Linked DNA regions of Drosophila melanogaster: region 1 is linked to region 2. A link is a contact called in public HiChIP or PLAC-seq data. All regions are on one chromosome and are shown on one strand. The core of a region is the stretch at or near the end of the contact, and the rest is flanking DNA. Distances in the headings are between cores, read along the strand shown. Region 1 holds the start of CG3603. Region 2 overlaps kirre (kin of irre).

Region 1 (4,711 bases), core at 1,749-4,248, 180 kb before region 2:
CTCACATATGTATGCTTATAGTATTTTTTTTATTTATTTTGGAAAATTGCTTGGCGTTTCCCAAGCCCCCAACCTCGTTGACAATTGGCAAAAGTTGCGAGTAAGCTTCTTCAGAAACAGCAATTCGCATTGTCCGTGAAGTCGTGCGGAGTTTTGCCGGCGCGTTAATCACTCTGCAATCCAACATCCTTTCGGGTTTCAGGTTCCCTCGGCTCCTCTTTGGGATGACTTTTTTTTTCAAGGGGAGGACGGAGGACGGGACTGGAGATGGCGCAAAAAACGGACACGAGGCGCCCGAAGAGTTACGATTTCATTAACATGAGATATGGCAACTGCCAAAGCGCTGGTCGCTCCGAAGCCTTGGGTTTTCTTTTTTTTTTTTTGGGTACAGGATTGGGGGTTTGTGGTTCGGTTCGGTTCGGTTCGGTTCGGTTCGGGGTCGGTTCGGTTCGGGGTCGTTCCGGGGGTCGTGTTGGGCTGGTTTATGGCTCAAGTGTTGGCTTGTCGTCGCCGCTTGTGTCGCACTGCGTTGTTAATTGCTACAAGGAGAGTGGTCGAAGGAGCGACAGAGACAGGTGGATGGAAAGCACTCGGAAAAATCATTGACCCACTTGGAAACATGGGATCTCACGTAAATAAATAATATTGCAAATCAAAGAGGTTGTGTTTTCTTATGTGCTTTGAAAGGGTAGCTGTCGTTGTTAAGAGGTTCCGCTGAGAGGTTCCTCCTGAAATATAATGTATATTTTTTCTGTTTGATGAAGTTATCTTTGGATGATTTCAAAAAAAGGCTTCCTTTATTTGTTTGAGTGCACGGATAGCAAAAAGAGCGGCAGCTCAGGGTCGCTTCATATGATTAGCAAATGTTTTGTTTTTCACTATGCACTAAAAACCAAAGGAAATGGGAAACGCACCAGCTACCAGCTGGTGGTTTTTGTGGATGGTGGCCGATGGGCGATGGGCGGCGGCATTTTGGGTGCTTTTCCGTCCGTGAACCCTAACCCCAAAATGGCTGGCAAGTTTTGTGTGAGCCTTTATGCGGTGGTGTCGGTGGTGGGAGGTTGCTTAATGTTGGGTGGCCACTGTAATTGCTGTTCTATGTGTGTTTCCCCTGTGTGTGTGTGTGTGTGTGTGTGTGTGTGTGACTGAGCGTGGGTGGGTGTTTTTGTGTCCCAGTGTGCGTGGCCAGTGCGGGAGAGTTGAATTTCTTGAATTAATAAAATGTCTTCATTATTTAAATTGCACGCACGACCACAGAGGCGGAAAACCCGAAACCCAAAACAACCCAACCACCACTCAAACATATGTGTGGAGTCGCCTGACGTGCATATATCTATCCCCCAATGCGACTGTGTGTGTAAGCGACTGAGTTAATTAGCAGCTGGGGAATTGTGAAATGTATTAATATTGTACATTTCGGTGGGTCCAAATAACGAATAGCCGACCAAAAGCCTTGCCAATAAACCACAACAAGCCGTGTCGCAACATTCCATTTCCCACTTCGACGGTCCTTTTGTGGTCACAATGTCGCAATGTTGCTATGGTATGGTGAAGTAGCGGTTCTTTAACTTATTAGAGCATAGATTTCTGATCATAAATATTTGGCATTCTTATGGGCATATCAATAAAAAAGATGTTACAATACTACCCCTAAAGATATGCTATATATATTGTCATTGTCATGTTACGATTTAAACGATAGTATCGATAAGCCGAAGAAAGATCACTCATAGATGGCGTGTTTGAATTTGAAGACAATATCAACAGGTGTGAGATTAAATTTCTGATTGGAAAACATGTTTAGTAATTTGATAGCATAATACGTTTTTAAAGTGTAACTAGTCTTATTAACCAGCTTTTCCTGGCAACAAAATGTGATACAGCTGTTAGCAACCATATGTTAACGTTGATAAAAAAAAAAACTTTTTACGAATGGCTTGACAAGTAAATGCAATAATCTGGTCCTACTCTTGCAATATATATATATATATATATATAGGGAATCCATTTTTCTAATATGGAACAACCAGGCAAGTATAATCTATACAAGCTGCGTGTTAGATGCCTTAGATCTACGAAAGTTATATTGCATATATGCATTTCACGATTATTTAAGGCCCCCGGTGACCTCGATGGCAGCCCCATTGACGTATGACGATTGCGGGGAGGCCAAAAAGGCAATGACCTCGGCGATCTCCTCCGGCTGACCCAATCGGCCCAAGGGGCATCGTTGTACCACCTCCTGCTTTACAGAATCGGGCACAACCGCTACCATGGGCGTGTCTATGTAGCCTGGCAGGATGCAGTTCACACGGATGCCAAACTTTCCGAACTCCTTGGAGGCCACCTCCGTGAAGGAGATCACGCCCGCCTTGGTGGCCGCATAGTTGGCCTGGCCCACGTTGTTCATCTTGGCCACGATGCTTGAGAGGTTCACAATGGTGCCGTTTTCCAGTTTCTGCTCGATCATGGCCTTGGCATAGGCCTGGGTAACCAGAAAGGTGCCCTTCAGATTGACCCCGTATACGTCATCGTAGTCCCGTTCGGGCATCTTGAGCAGATAACCATCTCGGGTTATTCCAGCCGAATTGACCACAATAGTGGGTGCCTGCTGGAATTTCTTTAGGGCCTCGGCCACCGAGAATTGAACACTCTGGGCAGAGGAAACGTCCACCTCCAGGGCGGCAGATCGCTCAGAGCCCAATTCCTGTACGGTTTCTTGGGCCGCCTTTAGATTGCGGTCAACGGCGATCACTTTGGCACCATCTCTGGCCAAAAGGCGGCAGGTGGCACGACCAATTCCTGATCCGGCACCTAAAAACTCCAGTTTAGAAGAGTCCCATATAAAGAGCAGATATCAAGAGAAAACAAACGAATACACACCTGTTACCAGGGCTACTTTTCCAGCTAGTACTCCCACTGACATGGCTCTAAAAATGACTTAGTAAACAGCAGTTTTCACTTGTTTTCTCCTCAACGGTCGTGCGACAACTATATAATCACTAAAATATATCGCCGGCCAACAGCTGTTCCAAAGCTGATTGGCTATGAACAAATGAAACATAAGTGAAGTGGTGGAAAGCTTTTTACCACACGATCGTTGTCAGAGCTTTTCGGTGGAACCATATGTTTATCAAGAAAAAAATGTAAGAGTCCAAAGATCACAAAAGCGCTTAAAAAAAAAATTGTGCTTTGTATATGAATTTTATGTTTGTTTGCCGAAACATAGTTTTAGGCTCGTTTAAAAAATACGTCTACGTCTCTGATGGCAACTAAATGGAAATTCATTTAATTTGTCATGTTTAAAAATATTAATATTTTCCATTCATTTTTGCTTTAAGGAAGGCTATTTGATAGCCAACAGTATTGAGTACGAGCAATACTCAATACTCAGCAATTGTTTTTAGCCCAGCGCCCAAAAGAGTGTACGTAAAAGTGTTGTATTTTCAAAATGTTTGTATTTATTTCCGGTCAATAATTTCACTGCAGTGGTATTAGGTAGTACTCCTCCAGCTGGGGAGTCAAGTTCGCACTCCGGACACCGCTATATCCAGCACTCCGGGCCAATCCAAATTGCCTTAGGAGCTTCTTGAGATATCTCTTGGGTATTTTTATCAGCTGTCTTCGGATTATCCGCTGCACCCTGTTCCATGGACGACTTCCGCCGCGGTGATCGTCCTCGGCATCCTCCAGCTGCTGATCCTGTTCTGGGTCATCCTCTTCCTCCACCAGATCACCGCCATATTCGTCCTTCTGCGTTTTGAATTTTGCCAACTGCTCAGCCAGCTGTTTTAGCTGCTTCTCGCTCAAACGACTGAGGTCAACGGGATCATTTTGAGCCCGCAACTGGAGTCTCGATCCACAGGCTTTGGCAGAAGCCTCCGGAATTGATGGTAACAAGATTGAAACCACGATCAGTACGATCATAAATCGCTGTCCAGCCATGTTTGTACTGAGCCCCGGGCTAAACAGCCGCTTAAATACCCGAAAATTGCCCCATCATTCGTCACGATCTGATCTCTTTGGTGATTTCGTCCCAAAAATGTGGGTCAAGTGCGTACTTTTCACAGACTTTTGTTTTTTCTTTGATTCTATGCCCATAAAGGAGATTGTACCAACTATTGTTTTTGCCTTTCTTTGCTTCTGAAGATCAACGATCATTGATCTTTGGTGCTTCATCGCTGTAACCTCCGATCTTTAGAGGGATGTTTTTTGAAAAATTGTATAAGCAATTAATATGAAGATGTAAATGAGCCTAAAGTAAATTGTGGGTAAGGTATGTACTCAGTTTCTTCAGTTTAATTCCTACCTTACTTGCTATTCGCAACTATATTTTAGCCCGTTCTTATTCTCTTATAATCTTATTATTTTGTTATACAATTTACTATTTTTATTATTAGTATTATTACCGCGCAAAGATAAAGTAAGAATGCAGTTTTGTTATTCTTGAAGGGCTTTATTTATCGTTTATCCTGCCGCAGGAAGTGTGGCAGTAGCAAGTTAGGCTACAATAAATTAGAAAAAAAAATTATCTTGCCGGAATGTGTCGGATCGTTGGATCCTGACCTTGAATCCTAGATCCTTAGACGGCGGTGATGCGATTGCGACGGTTCTTGTTGCGATTGCGACGATTCTTCTTGTTGCCGTTGCGCCTCCGGTTGTTCTTGTTGATTTTCTTGGCAGGCACTCGCTTGCGAACCACGCGACGCTT
Region 2 (4,815 bases), core at 1,143-3,642:
TGCCACAAACAGTCGTGGTTCAAAAACTGATCAAAAACAGCGAAAACAATCAAGTGCATATAAAACTATTTCTATGTCTGCATTCGTACTGTACAGAAATACACCTGAGTTCAAGATAATAGCAGTATTAATAATATTTGAAATAAACCATAGCTTTTGCTGCACATAAATGATATGAAAAATTATACTTTTGATTGTAACATATGTTATTGTTACAAATTATTTATTCTTTATGCTAACTTTATCGAACTAAAATTTCAAACCAAACTGTTTATCTGTGGAGTGAGGTGGAAAAAGTGAAAACAGTACGCTTATTTCATTGTTTTCTTTACTTTTTGTTTTTGTTTATTCGTGTACATCTTTTTTTTTTTGTTTTTGGCTACCAGTCAGCGAATTGTCTGTTCAACGAGTCCTTCCCCATGTGCCACGCCCCTTTGGGCAGTCACCTGCTGACAGCAGCCTGTGTGCAGCGGGAATCCTTTGCAGCATCAACGCATCGTTGACTTTAAATGGTCAGGAAAAAAGAGGATGGCAAAGGAAGGCAGGAAGGGTTCGCAAAAAGGGCGAAGAGGAAGAGCCAGGCGCCCAAAAGTGGATAACACGGTCGACACAATTTTTAGGGGCGATGGTTAGGGGACAATCGAGAGTGACAGATGTTGGAGGTATTTGCCGGCGGCTGAAGGAAAACACAGAAAAAGCGGAAAAGGTTTCACCAAAAACGAGTGAAAATACCAAGAAACAGAACACTTAAATTTAAAGATTTAGACGCAGAATAAACTAGATGCATTTTTCTTGCAAAATCAATCATACATATTTAATATTATTAATATTATTTCAAAAAGGGGCTAGAGCTTTTTTGAAAATATTTGCGAAGAGTGTCATCGCCACGCCTATTTTTCTAAGCCCATCGCCTGTGTCCATACATATAACTCTTGTTCTCCGCCCAGTTTCCCAACGATTTTCCACCTACTTTTTGTCCATTTTCCCCGCTCATCTGCATGCACAAATGCAATTTCACATGCATTCGAAATTTCATTTATTCGTTTTCGCTTTTACCGCTGGTAATGCGCTCCAGGTGATGGATGCCAATTTACCCAAACCCCCCTGAAAATTCCACCCTGGGATTTCCCCATTTTTTATGTTTTCTAGGGCTGCAGATGCTCAAAATGCATGTGCATGCAAAACAAAAAATGAAATTAAATTAAGCTACTTAATATTGTTCTGAACCAGAACGTATTAAGAAATATTTTTGGATATATATTAATGTTGATATAATGGTAAGAGATGTAATTTTTATTTTTCTACAGCCCTGATTTTTCGATACTGCTGCAATGTTCTTGTTTTTATTCTCGATTTTCCGGTGTTGCCTACACTCGCAGAAAAAGTTGTGGAGGAGGGGTGGGGGGTGTGTGTTTCGGACCCTTCTATACGTATTATGAAGTAAACATTCCAATCGTTTATACAACTGTTGCCAATCTGAGTCGCGTTGCCAATGACATTTCCGCCTAAGGCAAAATGAAGCCCTCCGCCCCCCTCCCTCTTTTTTCATGGCCCCACCCAACACTCCACCCTTCCCCCGCCGCCCATTTCCCCCCGAGGGATCGCTTCAATCACAAAAGCAAAGCAATTTTTTATCGCATGTCGTTGCGCGATTTTTGTCGTTTCTTGTTTTGATTTACTTTCAGTTTTCGTTTACATTCCATTTTCGGCATATTTTTGTTGCAAATTCAGATAAGTCTGCCTGTGAAAACTAAATCACGATTAAATCTTTGTATTTCTTGATCAACCGTTGTAATATATGTATATATTTTTTCATAAAAACCGAAAATTTCCTTAAATAAAATGCTGTACCATAAAAACTCGGCTCGCGTGTAATATCCACTGGAAAATTGCCTATGAAAATAGTCCAAGCTTTGTTCTGCTCTATCGCTGTTAGCAGTCTCCGTATTTTTTTTTTTTACTGTCCCCAGAATCTTTTTCTTGTTTCTTATTACGTTGGCAATTTGGCAATTGCATTGGCAGGACAAAAGGATTCGGTGCAAGGATTGTTTGCTCACTTCGTTGTCAGCGATTTGCATATCGTTGTTTTGTTATTGCGCTTTTTGTTCTTATTTCTCGACTTCATATTGCTGCCATTGTTTGGATTCTTGTTTTACTTCAAACACTGCAAACATTTTGGGGTTCCTCGATATCACGCGACTTTCAAGGGAATAGATTCGTAGTAGCACCATTGATAGTCCTTTCAATCAAAGTTGTTTTCCAGTGTAGTTTTGCACAGTCATTGTTGTTGCTGTCCATGCAGCAAACAGTTTTATTGCTGGCCCCCATTTACGCTGTGGTCTCTTCTTGCTCTCCCATACGTCTCTCTCTCTCTCTCTCTCCCACTCCCTCCGTGAGCGAGCGGCTATCTCTTTCTTATGGAGCCGCATAGCGGCTCTCTCTTTCTTTCCGCCTCATCTCCTTTTGTCTCATCATTTCCGCATTCGACAGTCGACGTGACTCAAAAATGTTTGAGGAGGGAACTCTGCTGTTGCCAAAATTGTATTGCATAATATGCCTTGACATCAGCACAAACACAAGCTCGGTATTGTGGGAAGAGGTAGAGTTTGGTGAGGGGAGCAGCGGTGTGTAAGGGGTGATTTTCCAGGGAAACCCCTTGCTGACTGCTGCACTTCCGCTTGCAACGTTTTACACTTCAATTATCTTCAATTTTGTCGGGCGAATGTCTCAAGAACAATGGTCCTGCTGATTGGAATTCTTTAACTCGCTGCATGTGCTCGGGGGGAAACCCTTGCCGCTTTTCCGAGGATTTTCCGGGGTGTCTGCGGGTGCGACCGGTGCAAGACAGTTACGAAATGCGACAACATTGTTGCCCTTTGAAGTAAGCCAGACTTTCCCCAACATTTGCCCGCCGCCTCAAGTGAAAATGGGGAGAATCGAACTGACGCAATGGCGTCTTGCTGATGGCATTCACTTTATTTTCGATCTCACATCGTTTTTATCTTTCCCCTTTTCTCCCCATTGCATTTTGTGTTGCAATTGTGTGCGAATTTGTTGCAATTTGATTTTCTATTATCGAATAATTTGTGGAAATTTTTGCGTAGAAAGGAGCAACTGGAAAATAAATTGGTTTACAGCGAATTTGCAGGTTTTACGTTGATAAAATATACCCATTGTAGCCCTTCGCTTTTCATATTGCCGCTCATAGAAGCATAAACCTAAGATAATGGTAATCCACAATAACCAACTTATATTATTGCAATAGAAAATTGTTAAATTTGAATATGTTGCATATTTTCCGCGCATTCATTTTGATTGACCCGAAATTCACTGCCAACGTTGGGTTTTCGAAAAACATTGTTAATTTGGCCTGTTACGACTGGAATTCCGCTCCTGCCAACGTCATTAAAATGCCAAGTCAAAAGTGATTTCGCTGGGCGCATGGAAATTGGAATGGGAGTGGCACTGGGGCAAACAAAGCAGAACCAAGCAATGAAATCTCTGCAGCAAACAAAATCAACAAGAATACAAAAAAAAAAAAATAAACGAGGAGTCAGGACCAGTGGGATCAAAACGAAAGAAAAAAAAAAGAACGAAACCAAGAGGCCGCCCGTGGAAATTGACAAAAGCAAACGAAATCAAAAAGCAAGAGACAATGGGCAACAGTATTGCATATTGATTGCGAACGGCAGCAGACCTGAAACTACCCCTTTTCGCCATTCCCCCCCCCTTCAGCCACCACCTACCACACGCAACACACATACACAACCCAAACACACCCACACACACACTAACCCCCGGCAAATCAAATTGATTTGGAAATCCTTTTGGACAGAAGCGAGTGCAACAGGGAAAAGGAGTCGCAGAAATGGAGTTGCTGGGCTGTGATATACTGTAGAAGTGCAGGCAGGAGAACGCCGGAAAATTCCTATACTTGCAGACTTTTCTTTCGGTCCAAAAAATTGATAATTCAAATTTTATAAGCGTACATTGAAATCCCAAGATTATTTGCATATTAAGCATATATTTTACTAAATATTAACTTTGATTACCATTTTTACTAACCCTTCTTAATTGACATCTATTCATATTTGATTCGTTTATACATATGGTGATAGCGAAAGTGCAGAAAGCGCAATAGTTTTGTCCAGTGTATTACTAGGCATGGTTGGTCCATGCAATGTCATGTCCCTTGACAACTGGAAAAATGTCTAACCATTGTTGTTGCTGGCCACTCCGCTCCGCTGTGATGTGATTTTTGGGCATTGCAATTTTCTAAGCGGCTTAAAGGTGTTCATTCCGAGTCATTGACTCGTCAGCCTCCCCCCCCCTCCCCCTCCCCCACCGTTTCCACCAAAATCACCGACCTTATGCAATTTGTGTAGCTTAAAGCAAACAAAAAAAAAAAAAAAGGAAGTGGAAAACCCAACGTGAAAAGTCACCAGCGGCGGCAAAAGAGAGAGAGAGAGAGGTAAATAAATGGAGGTAGCCTGGTTTTTATGCGTTTTGAAGTGTACATATCACGATATTTATGTTTTTATGAAACACCGGATGTCAAGGGTCTTTAGACCTAATGAAATTGAAAAGTTATTAGTTGTAGCGTTCTAAATCTAGCCAAATAAAAGTTATAACTTTTTTTAATAAAGGTTATGCATTCAGAGTTTCCAGTTTATTGAAACAATTTCCCTTAAACATCACTTTCACAATGGGTAGCAATTTGTCGCCGTTTTTACGCAAATTTTTTTTTTTTTTTTTATTTATTGGCTTTGGTTTTTGCCCCTTTCCCAGCAGACCGCAAAAGTATATTTAAAATAC

The links. HiChIP or PLAC-seq counts read pairs in DNA pulled down with a chosen protein or histone mark.
Region 1: a CP190 HiChIP or PLAC-seq map of the Kc167 cell line shows a contact between it and region 2, with 5 times the contacts expected there. The contact joins the promoter of CG3603 here to the enhancer-like site in region 2. A contact is called at or near these places in 12 of 107 Hi-C or Micro-C datasets (the Kc167 cell line, the OSC cell line, the S2 cell line and 6 more) and 1 of 6 datasets of contacts at active chromatin or transcription factors (the Kc167 cell line).

What each region holds. Positions count from the first base shown.
Region 1 is chrX:2,946,321-2,951,031 of dm6, reverse strand. CG3603 reads right to left here and starts at 2,998. Exons shown (of 2, transcript NM_001272270.1): 1 at 2,884-2,998; 2 at 1,912-2,814. The coding sequence starts at 2,926. The coding sequence ends at 2,108. The region is part of intron 3 of kirre (kin of irre); the gene reads right to left. CG17959 reads right to left here and starts at 3,938. Exons shown (of 1, transcript NM_130689.2): 1 at 3,452-3,938. The coding sequence starts at 3,927. The coding sequence ends at 3,481. CG14423 reads right to left here. Exons shown (of 1, transcript NM_130688.3): 1 at 4,443-4,711. The coding sequence ends at 4,583. It also overlaps rst.
Region 2 is chrX:2,763,243-2,768,057 of dm6, reverse strand. All of the region lies in intron 2 of kirre (kin of irre), which reads right to left. Among named protein-coding and RNA genes, the nearest start is that of lncRNA:CR43494, 14 kb to the right of the region's middle. Within about 2 kb of position 2,392, at least 22 of the 39 cell types and tissues checked have an H3K27ac peak or open chromatin away from gene starts, as enhancers often do. A contact at or near this core is called in the Kc167 cell line, the OSC cell line, the S2 cell line and 5 more, where this site is marked.